Regions from separate parts of the Mus musculus genome. Here region 2 is linked to region 1. A link is a contact called in public HiChIP or PLAC-seq data. All regions are on one chromosome and are shown on one strand. The core of a region is the stretch at or near the end of the contact, and the rest is flanking DNA. Distances in the headings are between cores, read along the strand shown. Region 1 holds the start of Zfp157 (zinc finger protein 157). Region 2 has its middle 60 kb from the start of Fam20c.

The links. HiChIP or PLAC-seq counts read pairs in DNA pulled down with a chosen protein or histone mark.
Region 2: a contact with region 1 is called in an H3K27ac HiChIP or PLAC-seq map of embryonic stem cells, with 4 times the contacts expected there. The contact joins the enhancer-like site here to the promoter of Zfp157 in region 1. A contact is called at or near these places in 1 of 484 Hi-C or Micro-C datasets (nephron progenitors), 3 of 115 datasets of contacts at active chromatin or transcription factors (acute myeloid leukemia, bone marrow-derived macrophages and embryonic stem cells) and 3 of 9 other capture datasets (adipose tissue, liver and pancreatic islet).

The regions. Positions count from the first base shown.
Region 1 is chr5:138,440,086-138,442,858 of GRCm38.p6, reverse strand. Zfp157 (zinc finger protein 157) reads right to left here and starts at 1,383. Exons shown (of 5, transcript NM_028130.3): 1 at 1,230-1,383. The coding sequence starts at 1,232.
Region 2 is chr5:138,693,529-138,696,301 of GRCm38.p6, reverse strand. No RefSeq gene overlaps it. Among named protein-coding and RNA genes, the nearest start is that of Fam20c, 60 kb to the left of the region's middle. Within about 2 kb of position 1,366, at least 98 of the 459 cell types and tissues checked have an H3K27ac peak or open chromatin away from gene starts, as enhancers often do. A contact at or near this core is called in acute myeloid leukemia, bone marrow-derived macrophages, embryonic stem cells and 1 more, where this site is marked.

The sequences.
Region 1 (2,773 bases), core at 134-2,633:
GGCCTGTGTTCCCAGCTCAGGGAGGAGAATGGTTAAGTTCAAAGCCAACTCGTGCTGCAGTTAAAACTATGTCTAAAATAAATAAATAAATAAGCAAACAAACTGTAAAAAAATTAGGAAGCTAAAAAACACATAAATAAAAATCTGTAAATGAAGTGAAATTGTGAAGAACAGGAAGAGGCTCACAAGGCCCCATTTCTCCTTGAGGATGTATAGGCAGTTAATGGTTGCATAGGGAGAGGCTCAGGAGAGCCTCTTTATTCCGTAGTATAGTAGTATAGACAATGGTGGGGCCCATGCTCCTGTAACTAACCTTCTTCCTATGTAGAAGTCGGGGGGGTCATTTAAAAAAAAAAAAAAAACTAATACTAAGGGGAAGTACTGGAAAAGAGGAAGAGAATCTGAGGGAGTAGGAAAAGGACCGGGAGGATAACAGAGGTTAGGTAGAAGAAAATACAACATTACACATAGATATAAGATGTAATGAAATGAAAGTCACTACGGTGTACCATTAATATATAAATGCTAAAATCGTGAAAGGAAAAAAAAAAGGACAAGTAACTAACTGGCTTAGGGCAGAGCACTACCTTGCATAAATGAATTCCTAGACTCCATCCCTAGAAATAGAGAGCCAGAGGCAGAAGACAGAGGGAGAGTGAAGGAAACAGCAGAGAGGAGAAGAAGTACCTACTCCGGGTCACTCAGGGACTCCCGGGACTTGAAGGACCGGGCTCATGAACAAAACGTGATGGGCTGAGATGGGTTGAGAGGTGAGGAAGTGGGCGGGGAAGGTCATGCTCACGGGCTTCCATAGAGGTTCTGAGATAGAAACATCACAAGATTGTGACTTGAGAAGCCAGGGACAAACGTGGAGATGCAAGATGAAGAGACGGGGCGGGGCGCCGGCTGCAGAAAAATCCTGGGGAGGCCGATGGCCTTGAGGGCCCAGAGACCAAGAAGGCAGCAATCCCCCATGCTGGTCAAAGTCCTACCAGATCTGGAGGCGGCCGACAAACTCCCGGCCGCGCTTGGGCAGTCATAAGTCCCGCAGTCCCGGTGTCCCCACCTAGGAGGCATCCATAGCAGCCCTGGTCATGGGAATCACGCGGACGCGACAAGACCCCCGAGCTGCAGCAGCCAGCTCAGCCTGGCCACAGCGCAGGCAGCAGGGGCACAAGCGACCCCGATGCGGGACGCGGGGCTAGGGGCCTTGTCGTGGGTAAACGCACCATTTCGGGACTCAGGTGAGCGCCCCGCCTCGCGCTGGGTGTCCAGGTACCAGCGAGTCACACGGCGACAGACACTAGGTGCAATCCAGAACACAGAGCTGGGAGAAGAAAGCGGCCACAGATGCCAAGATGGCGGGGTCAGCAACAACGTACGCAAGGCCCGCCTCCTCCCTTCCGACCGTGTGTCTGATTGGGTAGCCTTCAGTCTATTGTGTCTGATAGGGTAGCGCTTCAGGTCCACCCTGAGTGACAGTTCACGCTTCAACCCAGGGGTGGATGAAGCCAGAATTGACAAGGCCTTGCTTTCATGGGTAAATTAAGGCAGGGCTTCCTGTGACAGAACCTCCTTCCTTTTTGTTTTCACTTAACCTTGTAAATAAAGTATCTGAAAATGTGTGAATTGTATATAAATCTATATACATTGTTCGTGCCCTATGTATTCCAAGAACAAATTTAAGTATTCACTTAAAACAATCAAAACAAACATTTGGATTTGATTTTAAAAACTACCATTTAGGAAACCAATGCTGCTATGGATGCTTTTCATTGTTTACCTTAAGAAATATTTGAAAACATGTATAATGCATCCCACATACATGCAAAATATTTCCATTCCTTGGTCTTTAATCCCAGCACAAACAGAGGCCTACTGGTTTCTTTCTTTCTTTCTTTCTTTCTTTCTTTCTTTCTTTCTTTCTTTCTTTCTTTCTTTTTTTTTTTTTTCTATTTCCAACATAAACAATAATCAAATCTCTGTTATTAGGTCACCTTCCCAAGAAAGCTAGGGACATTCATACAGATGTGTATGCAAGGAATACATTTTCTCTTGTAACAATGTAGCCGAACAAGGGATCATGTCTTGAATTTGTTCTTTGATTTTAGCTAGGCAAAGCCTCACAGCATACATGGATATCATGCATAGTTCAGGCATCACAAACCATAGAACTTGTGATTGTAACTTCTGACATCATAGCAAAGGTTTCCAGTGGAATAAAGAACCAGTGAAATCAGAGTCCAGGATCTAGAACCCAGGCATTAATACGGTTAAAATGCTTTCCAGAGTAATTCAGTATGACTCCAGTCCCCCAAGACAATAGCTGTCAAGGATTACTTCGTAGTGGTTTCTTAAATTCCTTACTAATTATTTTTGAACAAACTTCTATTCTCCCCAGATTGAACAAAAGCAACAGAACAAAAAAAAAAAATCAGATTCATTCAAGCATAGCTTGGTATATTATCTCAGTCAGTGTTCTTTTGCTGTGAAGAGACACCATAACCAAGGCAATGGCTTTTAAAAAAGAAAGCATTTAACGGGGGCTTGCTTACAGTTTCGGCCATTTAGTCTATGACTCTCAAGGTAAGGAGCATGGTGGCACACAGACAGAAATGTGCTGGAGAAGTAGCTGAGAGTTCTACATCCAGATCTGCAGACAGCAGGGAGAGAGACACTGGGTCTGTCTTGGGCTCTGAAATCTCAAAGCTCATTGCTAGTGGCACACTTCTTCCAGCAAGGGTACATCTACCCCCAACAAGGTCACACCTCC
Region 2 (2,773 bases), core at 117-2,616, 250 kb before region 1:
GGGTGAGAAGATCCGACTTGAATGCGGGCCATTCCTTCTCCTGGCAGCCTGTAAAAGGGACATAGAAGAAGGAAGCTCCTGCTCTTTGCCTGCTTGCCCTCGCTCTTGCTGGAAAGTCCATCCCTTCGCTGGCGTTAGAGCCTATTTCTCCAGGATTCTGGTGACCAGCTGAGAAATCTAGCCTCATGGACTGAACAAGTACAGGAGGGCTCTTAGACTTTCCCTTAGTAGACTATCATTGTTGGACTAGGTGGCCCACAGACCGCAAGCTACCTCAATAAACTCACTTACTTCATTCATATATATATGTATATATATATGTATATATATATATATATCTCCTTGACCAGTATACTATACTATTGAATGCCAGTTAGACGGGATCTAGAATCACCTTGAAGAAAAACCTCTGGGTATGTTTATGAAGAAGTTTCTAGATTGAGTTAGTTGAGGTAAGTGAGATCTCTCTAAAAATGAAGCAGCATCCCTGGGGCCCAGGAATGCCCCGAGACTGTGTTGCTTAGGCCAGGAGAAGTTGGTCCCTTTATAGCTAGTAAGGTGAAGCCAGAGGCAAGGGGCAACTGAGCAATGTTCATCCCCAGAGATGAGAGAGTGATGGCAGTTCGAGGCAGACTCATAATGGGTATCCAGTTCTACTATGGAGAACTGGAATGGCCTCCAAAGAAGAGAATCAGTTCCAGGTTTTGGTCTAAGTTATGGGTCAGAGACACAGGTGGCAGCTCAGTTTTTCTTAAGGATCCCTGCAAATGGCCAGCTGAAGAAGGGGCATGGGTCCCATTTCTGTTGTCCACAGATTGAATAGGTTTGAATGAAGGCAGGTTTACTAGGCTGGGGATGTAGGTCAGTTGGTTGGGTGCTTGCCTAACATACACAGAACCCTGGCTTGCATCTTCAGCAGAAGACAAATCGAGTGTGGTTACTGCCAACATTCAGGAAGTGGGTACAGGAAAATCAGCAGTTCAAGGTCATCCTTCCATATATATGGAGTCAGAGGATCGTCTGAATTACAAGAGACCCTGTCTCAAAAACAAGTGGATGAGTGAATGAATGAATGGGTCAATAAGTAGGTTTATTTTCGTCCTGGCTTTGTTACAAGATTAAGAGTAGCATTTTCTGGTGTCAATATGGAGTCCCAAGATGGTGCACATGGTCAAATGGTGCAAAACACCCTGTGTGGATATGTGTGTGCATACACGAATATGCACTCCTTCTGTCTCTCTAGGTTCCTATAAAGCTAGGAGGATTCATGCCTGAGGCTCCTCCCAATGACAACATCAAATCCTACTCTACTCTCAAGGCCCCACCTCTAACCACTAAAATGGGATTAAGTTGGCTCCCAGAGAGTTGTGTCTCACAGCTGGGGGTTAATTTCACCACAGGAAGTCTGGGGGAAAATCCCTAGCCTTAGTGGATAGTCACTTTACTGGCCAATAATTCTGAGTTCTGCCCATCCCTCCTATTCCTTTTCACTGCACCATTTGAAATTTTGAAACACACATAAAAAAGCAAACAAACAGAGCAAAAAGAGACACAAACCAGGCCCACCACACAGGAAGCTCAAAACTGCTGAGTAATCACGGAGACCACAGGGGTGTTTCCAGGGAGCCGAGCAGATGGCCGTGGGTGGCTGGGTGGCTAGGGAACAACACTTCCTGCCTGCTCCACAGAGGCACCAGGTCACCTGGGGACACTGTCTGGGTGTGTCTCTCCTGGACCAGTTCAGTCTTGAAATCCATGCTTGTCCAGGATCCCAGGACTTGCAGGGTAAAGAGGGGCAGAAGGGAGGTTGGTTGTGGTTGGAAGTGACCATGACCCTCCAACAAGGCCACATGGTCAGGTGGCAGAAGGAGAGTGCCTGCCACGTTATGGAATCTACACAGTTCAATCCACACTGGAAGGCAGCTAAGGCCCTGAGTACATAGTCTTCTGTGACAGACAGCCCAGGAGTCCAAGCAGCTGTTGCCTTTGCCTGGCAGAGCTGTTACTTTCTTGGCTAACACTGGGTAGGATTTTTGTGTCTTTCACATGCCATTGAGACAGAGACTAATGCAAGCCTAGATCTAGCAACAGCCCAGGAATGAACTCCCTCCCCCCCACCTCCCTGAAGGAAAAGCTGAGCCTTTGTTTGGAGACAGTCACACCCTCACACCCTCCAGAGGAAAGAATGATGTCCCCAGACTAGGTGGAGATGCAGCAGGGAGTGGGTGAGCTCTGTCAGGGTTTAAAGGTTCAACGGGCCACACAAGCTGTTTTGGAGAATAACAAGGGGAGTTGTCCCTTCTCAGACATGAACATAGCATGAGGCTGTCATGTGACAGAGATACCACTGTGAGACTCATCAGTGACATCAGTGAAAAAACACAGGCCACAGTAGTCTCACGGGCTCCTCCAGTTGATGAGAGTATTGACGGCAATTAGTAGAGATTGATTCAATCAATGATGTGGAATTGAGACGTTGTGCAGAAATCACTTTCCTCTTACTGACTCCCAAATAGCTTTGATTGGAAAATAACATAAAGACTGTCTTAGGGTTTCCAATGCTGTGAAGAGACACCATAGCCAAGGCAAGTTTTATAAAGGAAAACATTTAATTGGGGCTGGCTTACAGTTTCAGAAGTTTAGTTCATTATCATCATGGTGGGAAGCATGGCAACATCCAGGCAGACCTGGTGCTGGAGGAGCCAAGAATTCTACATCTTGATTCAAAGGCAGCCAGGGGGGGACAGGAATTCCACACAGGGCAGAACTAGAG